Regions from separate parts of the Mus musculus genome. Here region 2 is linked to region 1. A link is a contact called in public targeted proximity ligation data. All regions are on one chromosome and are shown on one strand. The core of a region is the stretch at or near the end of the contact, and the rest is flanking DNA. Distances in the headings are between cores, read along the strand shown.

Region 1 (7,813 bases), core at 2,105-4,604:
CAGAGAACTTCTACAGCTGATAAACAACTTCAGCAAAGTGCCTGGATATAAAACTCAAAAAAAAAAAAAAATCAGTAGCCTTTGTTTATACAAATGATAAACAGGTTGAGAAAGAAAATAGAGAAACAACACCTTCACAATAATCACAAATAATATAAAATATCTTGGTGTGACTCTAACCAAACAAGTGAAAGGTCTGTATGACAAGAACTTCAAGTCTCTCAAGAAAGAAATTAACGAAGACCTCAGAAAATGGAGAGATCTCCCATGCTCATGGATTGGCAGCACTAACAGTAAAGATGGCCGTCCTACCAAAGGCAATCTACAGACTCAGTGCAATCCCCATCAAAGTCCCAACCCAATTCTTCAAACATATGGGAAGAGCAATGCTCAATTTCATATGGAAAAACAAAAAACCCAGGATAGCAAAAACTATTCTTAACAATAAAAGAATTTCTGGGAGGAATCGCCATCCCTGACCTCAAGCAGTACTACAGAGCAATAGTGATAAAACAAACAAACAAACAAACAAACAACAACAAAAAAAAAAACCAAAACAAACAAACAAAAAAAAAACCTGCACAGTTTTGGTACAGAGACAGACAGGTTGATCAATGGAATAGAAGTGAATACCCAGAAAGAAAAGCACACATTTATGGGCACTTTTTCAAATGTTGACAATCAAAGCCCCATACTGTGCATTCAGAAAACTCAGAGGGATTGAACAATATCTGTAGCAAAGACCTTCCAGGTGTTGCCTACCCGTGAAGCTTTAGGTAATTTACATTGAAAGGTTAGGCAGCGGCAGCTTTATAAAAACATCAGCCCAATTTGACAACATTGAATAAACATGAATATTTTTAACGTGGCAGGAGATGAAGGATGTTAGAAATTTAAATAATGCTTATGGCTGTCATAAGACTGACGAATTTCCCTTGAATCACTCATTCATTCTTTATAGATACACATCTGTTCTTTTATAAATTCCCACAAAGCAAAGGAGAGGAAAAAGAATGAATTCATTTGGTTGGAAAAGCTTTTTGTCTCTGTTCCTGTGAACTGCAGAGTGTAAACATTTGTATGAAATAAACTAGCAGTTTTGTTTATGTTTTTTTTTTCTGTTCGTTTCTTGGTTTCTCGAGACAAGATTTCTCTGTACACCCCCGGCTATCCTGGAACTCACTCTGTAGAGTAGGCTGCCTTCAAACTCAGAGATTTGCCTGCCTCTGTTTCCTGAGCACTGGGACTAAAGGCATGTGTCACCATTCAAGGCAACAAATCCCTTTCTTAAGGAAAGAAAGGAGCTGGGCGTGGTGGTGCACGCCTTTAATCCCAGCACTTGGGAGGCAGAGGCAAGCGGATTTCTGAGTTCGAGGGAGCCTGGTCTACAGAGTGAGTTCCAGGACAGCCAGGGCTACACAGAGAAACCCTGTCTCGAAAAACCAAAAAAAAAAAAAAAAAAAAAAAAACAAAACAAAACCAAAACCAAAAAAAAAAAAAATTATGGATATGTGGACTTGATTATAGTTCACGTCAGGTATAACGTGTTGACATACCTCTGCTGCACACATACACACAACCGGCTCCATCTACTGAAGGACCTCCACCCCTTTTGGTGACAATAAGATCTTTAAATCTCATTGTAACAGGTATGGCTATGATTCCTACCAGCAATGGCAAAACCTTGACCAGTTAACCCCAGGTTGAACAGGGCATTGGTAGCAGAGTTGAACAAAATCTTCAGGGTAGGCCTCTTTGAAAGAATGAGACTTGAGCAAAGTAGATAAAGTGATTAGGAAAAAAAAAAAAAAAAAAAAAAAAAAAAAAAAAAAAAAAAGAATGCTCCAGGCAAAGACGATGCTGAAGAGACTCCAGGAGAGACATAGAATATGGTCAGTACAGCCTAGAGGAGTGGAGGGAAGTAGAGATGAAGGCTGGGTTTAGAGGGCTGTGCTGGATCATGAGACCCACCACTCACCTCCCCCACCCTGTAACTTTGAGGCTCATTATGAATTATACAACCTCAGCTTGTCCCTCATAAGCCAGGGCTCTGTGTCTGTGTAGCATTCTTTACCCAGGGAAGCAGTTCAGCAATGCTGCCTGTCTGTCTGGTGGTGTCTATCTGGGTCTCATTTGGAACTGAACTCCAGTGGGGAAGGGTGTTTCTTTCCTATGTGCCTAGAGCCTTCAAATGGAACCATCTGTGCACCTCAGGCTCCTCTCATGAACAGGTACTTCAGCCAAATGCCCCAAGGTTTCTGCAGTACAGATGCTGTGTCCAGACCCCAGTGACTTCCTAGCCTCACTTCAATCCCAGCTGTCAAGCTTGTGTTTTAAACGCCTACTGGTCCCTGGCTGTTAGTGAGTTCTCTGCTTGCCCCCCATGCCACAGCTGCTGTGGGTTTGCTACAAAGAGGTGGAAACATCTGAGTTGTGCACTTTCTGACCTGAGTGCCCAAAAGTCATGGAGCAAGGCTCTGCCACAAGAGGATTTCAGGAATGGTAAGGGCAATAGGCTCTGGCCCCACACTGTGAATAGGGACTGTCACACAGTGTCTTAGTTTGCTTCCTATTGCTGTGATGAACACCATGACCACAAGCAGCCTAGGGAGGAATGGGCTTGTTTGGCTTAAAGGTTACAGTCCATCATCAGGAAGTGGGCAGGGACTAGAGGCCTGAACCTGAAGGCAGAACCTGAAACAGATCATGGGGGGAAACATTGCTTAATGGCTTTCTCCCCATGTCTTGCTAAAAAGGCTTTCTTATACAACCTAGGACCACTTGCTGAGGGCAGTGGGCCACTGGGCCCACCTATATCAATCATTAATTAAGAAAGTGCCCCCACACATTTGCCTACAGAACAATCTTATGAGGGCATTTTCTCCGTTGAGGGTCTCTCTTCCCAGATGACTCTAACTTGTGTCAAGTTGACAGAAAGCTGAGCTGCCCACATGGTGATGGGCCTGAGTGAACAAGCAAAGTGACAGAGGGCAAATCTGAGTGTGGGTGGTTGGGGAAGGCGGGCAAACAGGAGCATCATAGAAAAGACTCAGGCCCTCTCCCTGGCTTCACAGCTACACAACGGCTGCCGAGTCTCCCATAGTCCAGTGTTTGGCTTTCTAGAACATTCCCGGTTCTGGAAACCTTCAGGTTGAAGAAACACTCTGGGCTGTCACTGGCAGTGCAATATTCTGACAATAGCTTTTACATCCTATGAGACCAGAACTTTTGCTGGACCTCACAGCCAAAGTTAATAATTTACCTTGAAGTCACTTAAGACTGCTAGCCTACTGTGTACTCAGCCTGACTGTTTAGCCTGCCTTTAAGAGAACAATGTATCAACAATCTTACTTGCCTTGAGTTTCCCACATAATCAGTTTTTACAACCTAAGTTAAAGTGTAGCTGCTATCTTAAGTCATGTACTCCTGCTTGCTCCTGACCCAGAACAATGCATGTGTATCAACTCCCTGAAAGCAGCAAATATATCAACTGAAAGCAAATTTCCTAAAATCTACCATCCATCTAGGGGCATTGGTGGATAAACAATGATATTTGTTATCTGGGTCAGTTGGGACAGTTGGAGCCAGCGACTTAATCTCTGTAAAACTCTGTTAAAGATTTCTATGAACTACCACATGCCTTCCCTCATGTGATGCCCTCTCTGCTGTTCAATACAGAGCAAAGCCCTTTGTTAAAAGACATATATCAGCCAGGCGGTGGTGGCGCACGCCTTTAATCCCAGCAATCGAGAGGCAGAGGCAGGCGGATTTCTGAGTTCGAGGCCAGCCTGGTCTACAGAGTGAGTTCCAGGACAGCCAGGGTTATACAGAGAAACCCTGTCTCGAAAAACCAAAAAAAAAAAAAAAAAAAAGGCATATATCACAGACAGAGTAGAGAAAGAGAGAACCATAGACACACACACACAGCTCATACAACAGACATCACACACACAGACATAGACACAGGGACACACAGATTCACAAACTCTTCAGGCAGGCCCAGATTCGGACTCCCACAAGCGATGGACAGAAGATGGATGGCAGGGAGCATGAACTAGAAAATACAAATCTGCACTCCTGTGTAAACCACTCCAAGGGGAAGTGGTTTTTTTATTGCTTTCCTTTAACGTGGCACGAAGGCATTACCCACTGGAGTCCATCACTAATGCATTACAATCTGTGCACAGCACCACCCTGCAGACTGGATGCGATTCTCCCTTCCCTTCCCTGATATGACATATGAAAAGCACCCTCTAACAGCATGAGGTGGGACGCTGACCTCCAGGACTCCAATCCCACAGCTTCCGTGCCAACACTTATTCTGCCATGAATGATTAGTGTGAGGATCAAACACTCTGCATGGAAAATGATCAACACCCACCCTGTGCTCATGTGACTTGTCCACTGATTACACTAGCACAGAAATACATGTCTAGTATCCACCACCGTGCAGTAGGTGACTGGCAAAAATGGGATATGGCTTCAACTGAAGAAGTCAAAGGGACATATCTCAAGACAACAGACTATATTGCAATCTAAAGGACTATTGTATTTGGGGGGGGGGTGTCCAGTGCTGGAATGATCCCAGGTCCTTGCACATGTTTGGTGAGTGGTCTACCACTGAACAAATTCCTCAGTCCTCAGATTAATTTTTTATTGGGGGAGGAAGGATAGGAACAGAGTTTTGGATCTTGGGCCTCATGCATGCCAAGCAAGCACTCTATACCCCTGAGCTGCAGCACACAAAAGATTTTGATGAGAGGGATTGGTCTGTGCAGTGCTGTAAGCTCAGGTTCCCATCTCACGTCAATGTCCTGAAATCGTAAATCTGGTATCCAAAATCAAAACGGTACATGTGCGGTTTGTGAAAACGAACACTAGATGGCAGCATTCCGGCAGGATGAGCTGAATCTGCCCAAACTCCCTGCTCAGGTCGTCCCATAAGGCCACACAAACTCGAGACCCTCAGGTCATCTGGAATGCCTCAGCTGGAAACACAGTTAGGGAAAATGACTTGAAATTGCAATTACTACATGACGAGAGAGATGAGGGGAGACGTTTGTGTCCAGCACTCAATGTTCTGAGCACTTCTTTTTCAAAGAGCAAATAAGGGCTTTGCAGTCCCAATAGGACCCACCTAGAAGTGTCCTTATGTAAATGCATACTCACATATATACAGACACATAAGCATATCTTCTACTGAGGCAAAATAAACAAGAGGTAATTGTAGCTTCACTGTAGTGAATGGATCATGGATCCTTAATCTCGTTTCTCTTTATTCTCGTTCATGTTTTCAACAGCAATTTCCTTTTTAAATTTTCTTTTGTATTTATTGATATTGTTGTATATATTCGAGTCCTTTGCCTGAATGTGTGTATGTGATACACAATACCAGCAGTGCCTGCAGTAGCCAGCAGTGGGTGTTGGACCTCTTGGAACTAGAGTTGTAAATGGTTGTTAGCAAGCATGTGGGTGCTGGGAACCAAACCCAGGCCCTGTGCAAGAGCAACAAGTGCTCTAACTGCTGAGCCATCCAGCCCCTCAACAACTATTTCTTAAGTACACCGAGAGCGAGGCATTAAGTGTGAGCCACTCTCTCAAAACCCAAAACCAGCTCGAGACAGAGGGTGGCTGATCTGTGCGTGCTTTAAAAGCTTTTGTTGTAAAACCATCTGCTGAGGCCCTGAGTTTGGTTCATAGAACCACCATGGTGGAAGGAGAGTACCAGCTTCCACATGCACACACACACACACACACACACACACACACACACACACACATATGTGGATCTCTGTGAGTTCCAGACCAGCCTGATCTACATAGTGAGTTCCAAGGCAGCCAGAGCAACATAGTGAGACCCTGTCTCAAAAGAAAAGAGGAGAGGAGGGGAGGGGTTGAGGGGAGGGGAGGAGAGGGGAGAAGAGGGTAGGGGAGGAGACACATATACACATATACATACATACATATATACATACATTCATACATGCATATGTGGGGGGTGGGCAATGTGGTATAAGTTCCTCAACTTAATTCCAGCTGTTTTTGTTTTGTTTTTTTGTTTGTTTGTTTGTTTGTTTGTTTGTTTGAGACAGGGTTTCTCTGTACATCCCTGGCTGTCCTGGAACTCACTTTGTAGACCAGGCTGGCCTCGAACTCAGAAATCCGCCTGCCTCTGCCTCCCGAGAGCTGGGATTAAAGGCGTGTGCCACCACTGCCTGGCTAATTCCAGCTGTTTTGAAAGTGAAGGGCAGGAAAGCAGGAAGATCCTGAGTTCCACACCAACCTGGGAAATGTAGTGAGACCTCCTCTTTTCTCCCCCAAGATTAACCAGATGTATTTTCCAGAAAGCCAATATTATGTGTGCATTAGAGGATAGTAGAGTTGTGATAGGCCAGATGAAAAAGCATCTAGGCACAGTTTAACAAAACACACGAAGTCCTGAGAGTGTGGGGCTAGAAAGCAAGTATCAAGTCTGGTGGAAATACATATAAATAGAGCCTGTCCCATTTTTAGACAGTGTGTTGCTATGTAGCCAGAGCTGACTGTGGCTCTTGTTAACTCATGATTCTCCTGTCTTAGTGCCATACCCTCCCAAATGCTGGGTTACAGTTAGAGACCACCATGCCAGGCTAGCAGTCATTTTTAAATATTTGTGTATTTTGAGATTCTCTTTCCTCCCTCCATCCCCTCCTACATAACCCCTGACACTGGTATTTTTCAAATCTATGGCCCCTTTTTCTTTCTTTGTTGTCCCATATATACATACGTACATAAACATACAAGATACATTTCTAAATATATAAATACAACCTGCTCAGTCCATATAATGCTACTTGTATCTATGGTGTGGGCTGACCGTTAGTATTGGATAACCAGCTGGTGTGTTCTTCCTTGGGGAAGACTATTTCTCCCATTCTAAGCATTGCTCAGCTGCCTGTAGTTCTTTGTCTAAGGTTGAGGTATCATGGGCTTTCCCCCTCCCACATTACCAGGTCTGTTGGCGCCCTCTTTGTTCAGGTCATGTTTAGGTAGCCCTGGTGGCGAAATCTCATCTCTGGCATTTCTAGAAGACACAATCTCCTAGCAAACTCCCTGTTTCTCTGGCTCTTATACTCTTTCCACCTCCTCTTCCACAATGATTCCTGATCCCTAGGGGCAGGAACTATGTTGTAGATGCCTCACTATGGACCGGGCCCCACAATGGCATTTAGGTTGATTAGAGCTCTCTATAATGTTCTCCATCTGTTGCAGAGAGGAGTTTCTTTTCTTTTTCTTTTTTTTTTCTTTTCATTTTGGTTTTGGTTTTTCGAGACAGGGTTTCTCTGTGCAGCCCTAGCTATCCTGGAACTCACTCTGTAGACCTTTCTGGCCTCGAACTCAGAAATCTGCCTGCCTCTGCCTTCCGAGCGCTGTGATTAAAGGCGTGTGCCACCACGCTCGGCTTTTTTGTTGTTGTTTTCTTTGTTGTTGTTGTTTGTTTTGTTTTGTTTTTGTTTTTGTTTTTGTTTTTGTTTTTTTCGAGACAGGGTTTCTCTGTGTAGACCTGGCTGTCCTGGAACTCACTCTGTAGACCAGGCTGGCCTCGAACTCAGAAATCCACCTGCCTCTGCCTCCCAAGTGCTGGGATTAAAGGCCTGTGCCACCACGCCTGGCAGGAGTTTTCTCAATGAGGGCTGAGCACTACACTCGCCTGTAAGTGCAAGAGTAAATAGTTAGAATATAGTTAAGGGTTTTGCTGGTTTGGTTAAGTGCATTTTCTTGCACATACAAACTGCTTAATGTGTGGAGTTTAGAGTCGGGTCTGATGAAACTG
Region 2 (7,813 bases), core at 1,445-3,944, 300 kb before region 1:
CAGTCTCTTCTCTTCTCTTCTCTTCTCTTCTCTTCTCTTCTCTTCTCTTCTCTTCTCTTCTCTTCTCTTCTCTTCTCTTCTCTTCTCTTCTCTTCTCTTCTCTCTCTCTCTCTCTCTCTCTCTCTCTCTCTCTCTCTTTCTGTCGCTGTAGTTCTTTTAGACAGGAACAATTCTGGGTCAGAGTATTTGACTGTGGGGTGGAACCCCATCCCTCCACTTGATGCCCTGTCTTTCTACTGGAGGGGACTCTATAAGTTCCCTCTCCCCACTGTTGGGCATTTCATCTAAGGTCCCTCCCTTTGAGTCCTGAGCGTCTCTCACCTCCCAGGTCTCTGGTATTTTCTAGAGCATCCCCCTACCTTCCACCCCACCCCCAGGTTGCATATTTCCATTCATTCTCCCATCCCCCTCATACCTGATCATGTTCCCCTTTTCCCATTCCCCTCTCCTTTTCCCCTCAGATCCCTCCCTCCCTCTGCTTCCTGTGATTGTTTTCTTCTCCCTCCCAAGTGAATTGAAGCACCCTTACTTGGGTCCTTCTGCACATTAACTTTCTTGAGTTCTGCATTCATTCATTCGTGTGTGTGTGTGTGTGTGTGTGTGTGTGTGTGTGTGTGAGTGCATGTGTGTGTGTGTGTGTGTGTGTGTGTGTGTGTGTGTGTATCAATGTGTGTGTGTTTGGAATACCCTAATAACCTTTAATTAGTCCCAAACACACACACACACACACACACACACACACACATCTAGCTGTTGATAAGAGCAAGAGATAACCCTGGAAGGAAAGTGGGGAAAGATACATTTGTGCCAAATATTATTAAATGTTAAATTTTAAAAAGTAAGATAAACAATGTGTTTTAAACTATTTTCTTTTCAGAAAAAAAGATGTCTCCACAAGAAACACACACCTCTGGTTATACCACGAGAATCATGATTCGAAGAGGTGAGATGTCAAAGTTTAGTCTGGATTTATTCATCTTTATATATTTACATTCTACAATAAACATATTCTTTTTGTAATTTGAAAGATATGAAATGGGATAAAGTGAAAATTGTTTTTTTAGGTTAAAAAAAAACCAAATTTTGTAACAGATTTAAAAGATGGGGACATGAGACATGACTAACAGAAATGTCCATTGATAGAAACAATGAGAAATGAGACTGAATGGAGATGAGATATGGCTCGGCAGACTGAGCCCTTCTCTCCTAGAAGGCCTGAATTCAGTGCCCAGTGCTCCAAACTGTCTGCAACGCCAGTTCCCAAGAATTCACTGTCCTCTTCTGACCCCCTGTCTGGGCACCAGGAGCACACACATGGGATACAGACGTACATGTAGACTAAACAAAAAATAAATAAATAAATAAATCTTGAGAAAGATAGAATGCAGCCAAGATTTGAGTCTAGAAAAATTATAAAGTGTTTCATGTCCCTTCCTTTTGTTGTTGCCAAAAGAAGAAAGGGCTAGACAGGAAAATATTTATCACCTATATTTGATGAATGGTTATGCCCAGAGTTTAAAACTTTATAAAATGCCATATGTGTTTGAAACCATGAACATTCAGAGAAGATAGGCATTATTATATAAGTTTGTCAGATACAGAAACAGGGGCCCAGGGCTGTCACTATCTTGTGCAAGGTGGTAAAATCAGTGGCAGATCTAAGAGTCAAATCCAGCTCTTTGGGATATGAGGTTTATATTTCGTTCCTTGTGTTACTATTGTCAGAGCTCTATTCTATACACCTATTTCGCTGAAATCACAAGAAAAAAAAAAAAAAAAAAGGAAAGAAAGAAAGAAAGAAACTACGCCCAAAATATTTCTTACCCTACAGAAGCTAGTGAATGTATTTTTGCTAGTAATAAAATTCTCACATCTTCACTACTGCCATTAACTGAGCAAGCCATGTTCATAACAATCCCCTCCAAAAAAAGAGAGTATGCTCTTCTACCATTCTCCACTCAGCTACAAAGCTAAATTCACAACTATTAAACTGTAAACCCTGATCACCCTGTCCACACTTTTTCCCTACAAGACGTAGTATCCATTCAAAAAGCTATCAGAGGAGATAACGCTGTGGATATGCTTAGATGCACACAATAAAGAAGCCAGCCCATTGCTTTTGCCCTGTATCCTTTGGGTTAATATTTAGCAAACTCCCTGCGGGGTTGGAACTTTCTTATGTTGTTTAGCCTTCCCTTCCTAGTCTACAGTGTGGCACCAGCTACTTGCAAGACTCATCCAGTGTTTGCTGAAGACATGAGTGGGAGCGCTCAACCAGACAGGGAGTGTGTAAAAGACAAATGGAATAAAAGTTGGAGTGGACAAATGGGTGATGGCTGAACAAGCAAGAGGGGGTGGGGGGTGGTGATAACAGGAGAGATGACAATGGCCTAGAAAGACTGTCGGAAAGAACTGTGACTGGGCGTTCCTCTCCGCTTTGATGCTAAACACAAGTCCCTGACAGCATCTTGTCATTTAGCCCAAATCCAAATGAATGCTTTGCTTTGCTTACCAGGTAAGCAAATTGAATGAAGAGGAGACACTCTCATCTCCCCAGGACTGTAAGGAAGGAGATGCTGGGAAATGTGTCTCATTATCAAACTTGGGGGAAATCCTCACACCACTTCTGTCTAAACTTGCTAGGTCTCAGAGATTCCATCTAGACACGTGGTATCCTAAGAAGTTAGCTGATAGTGTTACCACAGTGTCAGTCTCCTCATTCTTCTTGTTACATTGTTGCTTCCACTCTGTTGACCTGAAGTAACCTAGAGAGCGGCAGCATAGCCTATTAGACCATATAATCCAGTATGCCCAGAATGTACTAATTATGGGAAGTCCAGGTCATTTATTCTCTTAGTTTAGTTCTTTCTCAAGTTCTATCTACTTCATAATTACACAGCTAAAAACATGATGTTTCTTTCATCTCCTTTTGCTTCTGTAGCAGTAGCATTATCCTGTCTTCACACTGAGCTTCTAAGTATTGCAGTATCTATTCATTAACCCTCCTCTTACCTCCTCCCCTGTCTTTTTGTGTGGCTTCTGTCTCTCCATGCCACCCCTGCAGCAGAAAATGTAGCTGAACTTGAGAATCGTTTGCTTGGGCTAGTATTCTGAACACAGTCCTTTATCCAGAAGTATATGAATCCATGGTTTTAAGCCTTACTTCTTTATTATTTTTTGCTTTATTACTGTGCTATCGGGCCACTAAATGGTACAGACTTCTCAGAAATAACTGTGTTTGATTCCTCTCATAGTAAACATTAATACGGATGCTGTGTTGATAGATTTGATTGTGTTGTACACTTAATAAAAGTTGTATCATACGCTTTATAGTCAGTCATTCATCTTGGTGTCTTTTATTTATCATATTATTCTGAGATTTAGTCCTTTGTAGAATGTATTGACTTCAATCTTCCATTCTCTGCAACTCTTACGTTTTGAAATTCACCTTCAAGTTAATAAACATTTGGGCTATTTTCCGTTTAGATCAGTTATGAGTTATACTACAGTGAGACAAGTTTTGGTGTAGACATGTATTTTTATTTTTATTCGGAATATACCTAGAAGTGTCATTGCTAGATCATGTGGTAACATATTTAAATATCTTAGTGCTGCCAGACTTCCAAAGTGGTTGCAATATTTTCTATACCCTCTAGCAATGTTATAAAAGTCCCTGCTATATCTAGGGGTGGGAAATTGTGAGTTTCCTCGTCCCTCTTAGCATGGGGACTGGTATTACCATTATGTAAGTCTAGTTTAGGCAACTACATAGTTGAGATTTCATGGTGCAGCTCTATGTCATGTCTAAAAGACTTCTTGCAGCAGAAATCCTACTCTTCTGGCTCTTACAGTCTTTCCATCTCTTTCTCTGCGATGTTCCCTGAGTCTTTGATATAGGGTTGTGTTGTAGATGCACTAGTTGGGTCTACACAAGTTATCCAATCCCAAGCAGTCATCCCTAATCCCATATACACCTGAGAATGAGAATTATGTGTCTAACATTACTAATTATACAAAAGAGGTCATGAATCTGAGAAAGAGAGAGAGGGAGAGAGAGAGAGAGAGAGAGAGAGAGCTGGAAAGAAATTGAGGTGAGGGGTCAGGAGGAAATGATGTGAATATAATGTACCGGTATATGAATTTCTCAAAAAATTAAAAGAAAAACATCTAGTTTAGGGCCAGTTATATGATGCATGGGGTAAAGCACATGCTTACAGAGCTTAAACCCTGAGTTCCATCCCTGGTTGATACCCGTATGGTGGAAGGGGAAAATCGTCACCCACAAGTCATGCTCTGATCTACACAGAGAGAGAGAGAGACAGACAGACAGACAGACAGAGACAGAGACAGAGACACACAGAGAGACTAAGCTCTAGTTCACATTTCAACTAACATTGTTGTTTTTCAATAACAGCCATTTTATTGTGATGTATCCAGTTAGGTTTCCCCTGATGACTAAAGAGAACAAGTCTTTTCTTGTGTTTGCTAGTCCTTAGTATATAAAATGTCTACTCCAATCATTTCTTTTTTAGAGAAATTAGTTATAATGGGCCTTATTGAGTTAGAAAAGCCAATTATTATTATGGATTTGCAAATATTCTCTCTCATTCCACGATTTGTCTTTTTATTTTACCTTTAATACTAAATTTAAAATGTTTACATTGTTAGATCACGTTATTTACCAACTAAAAATTTTACTTAGCATGAATTTTGTTTAAGAATTGATTAATTGGCTAATAAAGTTATACAATTTTTCTCCTAGAGACTTTAAAATTGTATTCCCTCCCAATGTACCCATTTTTACCACGAACTAACTTTTTTTTGTTTATTCATCTGTTTTACTCTGGGTATCCCATTGCCCCAAAATTACTTGTTAAACAAATAATCCTTAAATTTGCTGGTTGAAAACATTTTGAAAATTCATGGCATCTCACAGGGTTTGGGTGTTTTCATAATATCTGAGGAATCGATTCAAAGTGTAGCCTGTCCTGAAGGCTTTCACACCCACAAGCCCGGGGGTCCATCAGGACTGAACACACCATATTGTCTTTCAAGCCCTATCACTCTGTGTCTCAGTCAAACACCAGAGACTTGATTTCTAGCACAGATTTCCATGATTTCCAGGTAAAGACACATATACAGTTTACAGCACGATGTCCTCACATTTGTTTAAACCTGACTCATGCATGCACAACTCCACTTTCATGCAAGCCCCCAGGAAGCCTTCCATTCTACTGTCTGTGACCAGTCCTCCCATGTGAGTCCATGGTCTCTAATCTGTCCCTAGATTGAGTACCGTTTCCTACCTTACATTATAATTATTTCTGAATATACCTTATAACTCCATGGTGGAGCTTAATATTTTTGAACAGTAAGTTTGATTTGTGTTTAGCTGATTTTTTACTCTCTAGGTTTTTAATGAATGAAAATGTAAACATGTAAACATGTAAATGAATCTTCCCTGTTGGTTTAATGGTAAACTATTTGTTGACAGTCAGATTTGTATTATCTGAACCCAAACCCCAAGAACACACACACACACACACACACACACACACACACACACACACATGCAAATCACCACTTCTTAGGGAGATGTTTCAACTACCTTTTTATCAAGAGGGGGTCATCCGGTCAGACGAAAACACATTTACATTTACCAGAAGGGTTGAAGCTTATCTTTTGCTTCCCGTGTGCTCAGCCTTTAGTTAGAACATAAAGATCAAAGGGTTTTGCTTTCCTGAAATTAACTGTAACATATTTCAGAACCTAAATGTGACGAGCATTGTATCTGTTTGTGAATTGTGAATGTTACCCAGTTATTCATTTGGATATTTTGAGACAGACACAAGGGAAATTACAGATGGTTATAAGTAGTACCCTTGGTCAGTTAATACAGCTTGCTTCAAGTAGCCAGATTTGAAACCACAATTTTTCTTTAGAATCTGTGCTCATGTGATTTTTTTTCTAGAAATACCTTAATAACCTCTCCATAGAGCCAAGAACCCCTCCCCCACCCCACTCCCCCTTCGCTCTTGAAAACTCTAACAGCTTAAGTGAGCATTTGCAGGGGAAGGATCGAGGAGGAAGGCAGGTCTTTTCAGAAGGGAGGTGGAAATTTAGGATTACAGAGGGAGACTTAAGTAGGTTGATTTGGAGACAGAAAAAAGAAGATCAGAGCAGGGAGGGAAGGATTATAGGAGAAAGAAAGGAAGAGATGAGGTGAAGAAGCGAATGAACTCTCTCCACAGCTTAAAGAAGCTTTAGGCAATTATCTGAATGTTGGAGGGAATTATCTGGGCCACACACACATCTGAATTGGTTGAGCTTCCTCCACTGTGGCTTGCACGGTAAACTTGCTCTCTTGTGCCGTGAGTGGCTTGCAGGTTAAAAAAAAAAAAAAGAAAAAAAAATCAGTGAAATCTTCAAAGTCAGTCTGTCCACCAAAGCATTCGGGGCCTTTTTACAGCTTTTCCATCTGTTTCCTAGACTGTCTCTAGGGAAGCAAACTTTGGACATTTTGTTCGCTGTCTGAACATGGGGATCACTTTGTCAAAAGGACAGAGAGCACTTTGGCCCACCATTTTACTGATTACTTTCAGAAAGCCTTCCTTTGACAATTAAAATTAACTAAGCAACTCACAGATATGCTTTTTAATTGAATAAGTAGATTGATGATGATAATTTTTTTAACCAGGGGAGGTTATGAAAAATCTGATGAATCACTTAGTTTTATGTATTTTGATGTCGATCAGGATCTTAAGAGATTAAGACGTGATTAAAAAATGGAAACTACTAGGATAGTCTGAATGTACATTAGAACCACTAAGGAAAAGGAAACCGAAAAAAAGAATAGCACAAATGTGTCACGTAAAGTAGTGCAAATTCCCCACTTGTTGACTTCTGCTTAAGTTGCTTAAGTATATTCCTGTTTGAGGTCATGTGTTACTGGTTGTGTTAACACCAAACATGAGGATTCTAGATTTCCTCTATCATAAACAAACCTTCCTCACTATATTATATAGAATCCATACATATGCGTGCGAGCACACACACACACACACACACACACACACACACAGAGATCCTGGAAGGAAGGTACTTTGTAGTTCCTGCTGAAGCAGTAGAAACCACAGGACTTTCATTGCTGTGCTGGAGTGAAGTGGATTGCCTGCCTTTCATCTTTTATCTCCGAAATTGGATGCCCAGCTTTAGCATTGTTAAAACTGACACATCTTGACTTTGCCTTTTTTTTGAATTGCAAATTAATCAGCCAATCGGTTTTAGCTTTCTCTGCGCCTACATTTCTACATGTTAAAGGAGCTTTAAGGAGTCTATTGTCAAGCACTTTAAAATACAATCTGTGACTCATTGGTTGGTTTTTAGCAGATTGAGTTGGATCTATTCCCCTCTACCTTTTTACCCAGAATATGCATTTATAAAACAGAAATAAAAGGAAAGCAATAAACGTGGGGCTGGCACGTACTCAAGGATGCAGTTTGCAAACAGACTACATTGTGAGCCTGGCAGGGAAGATGATCCAAAGCAGCAACCTGAGCGAGCTGCCTTGACTACTCTTCTCTACTAGCAGGGTTAATTTTATCAATATGAGTTTACTTGGGTGTAGAACAAATACATGTGCTTCCAGCTCTTTTCTAAAGAGTCCTCGAGACAGACTTTCTGTTTTGCTCTTTCGGGTGAGGCTGACTGAACGATTGCTAGAATTGCACTTTATTTGTTTTAGGAAGTAAATTGTCAGATTCGGGTAGCTTTAGAAAGTGTTTGTTTTGCAGATTCTGCTTTAGCTTTTATA

Evidence for each region.
Region 2: a targeted proximity ligation map of extraembryonic endoderm stem cells shows a contact between it and region 1. A contact is called at or near these places in 1 of 484 Hi-C or Micro-C datasets (extraembryonic endoderm stem cells), 2 of 130 datasets of targeted methods (embryonic stem cells and extraembryonic endoderm stem cells) and 1 of 9 other capture datasets (embryonic stem cells).

Annotation. Positions count from the first base shown.
Region 1 is chr19:30,202,667-30,210,479 of GRCm38.p6, reverse strand. No RefSeq gene overlaps it. Among named protein-coding and RNA genes, the nearest start is that of Mbl2, 26 kb to the left of the region's middle.
Region 2 is chr19:30,505,067-30,512,879 of GRCm38.p6, reverse strand. No RefSeq gene overlaps it. Among named protein-coding and RNA genes, the nearest start is that of Dkk1, 41 kb to the left of the region's middle.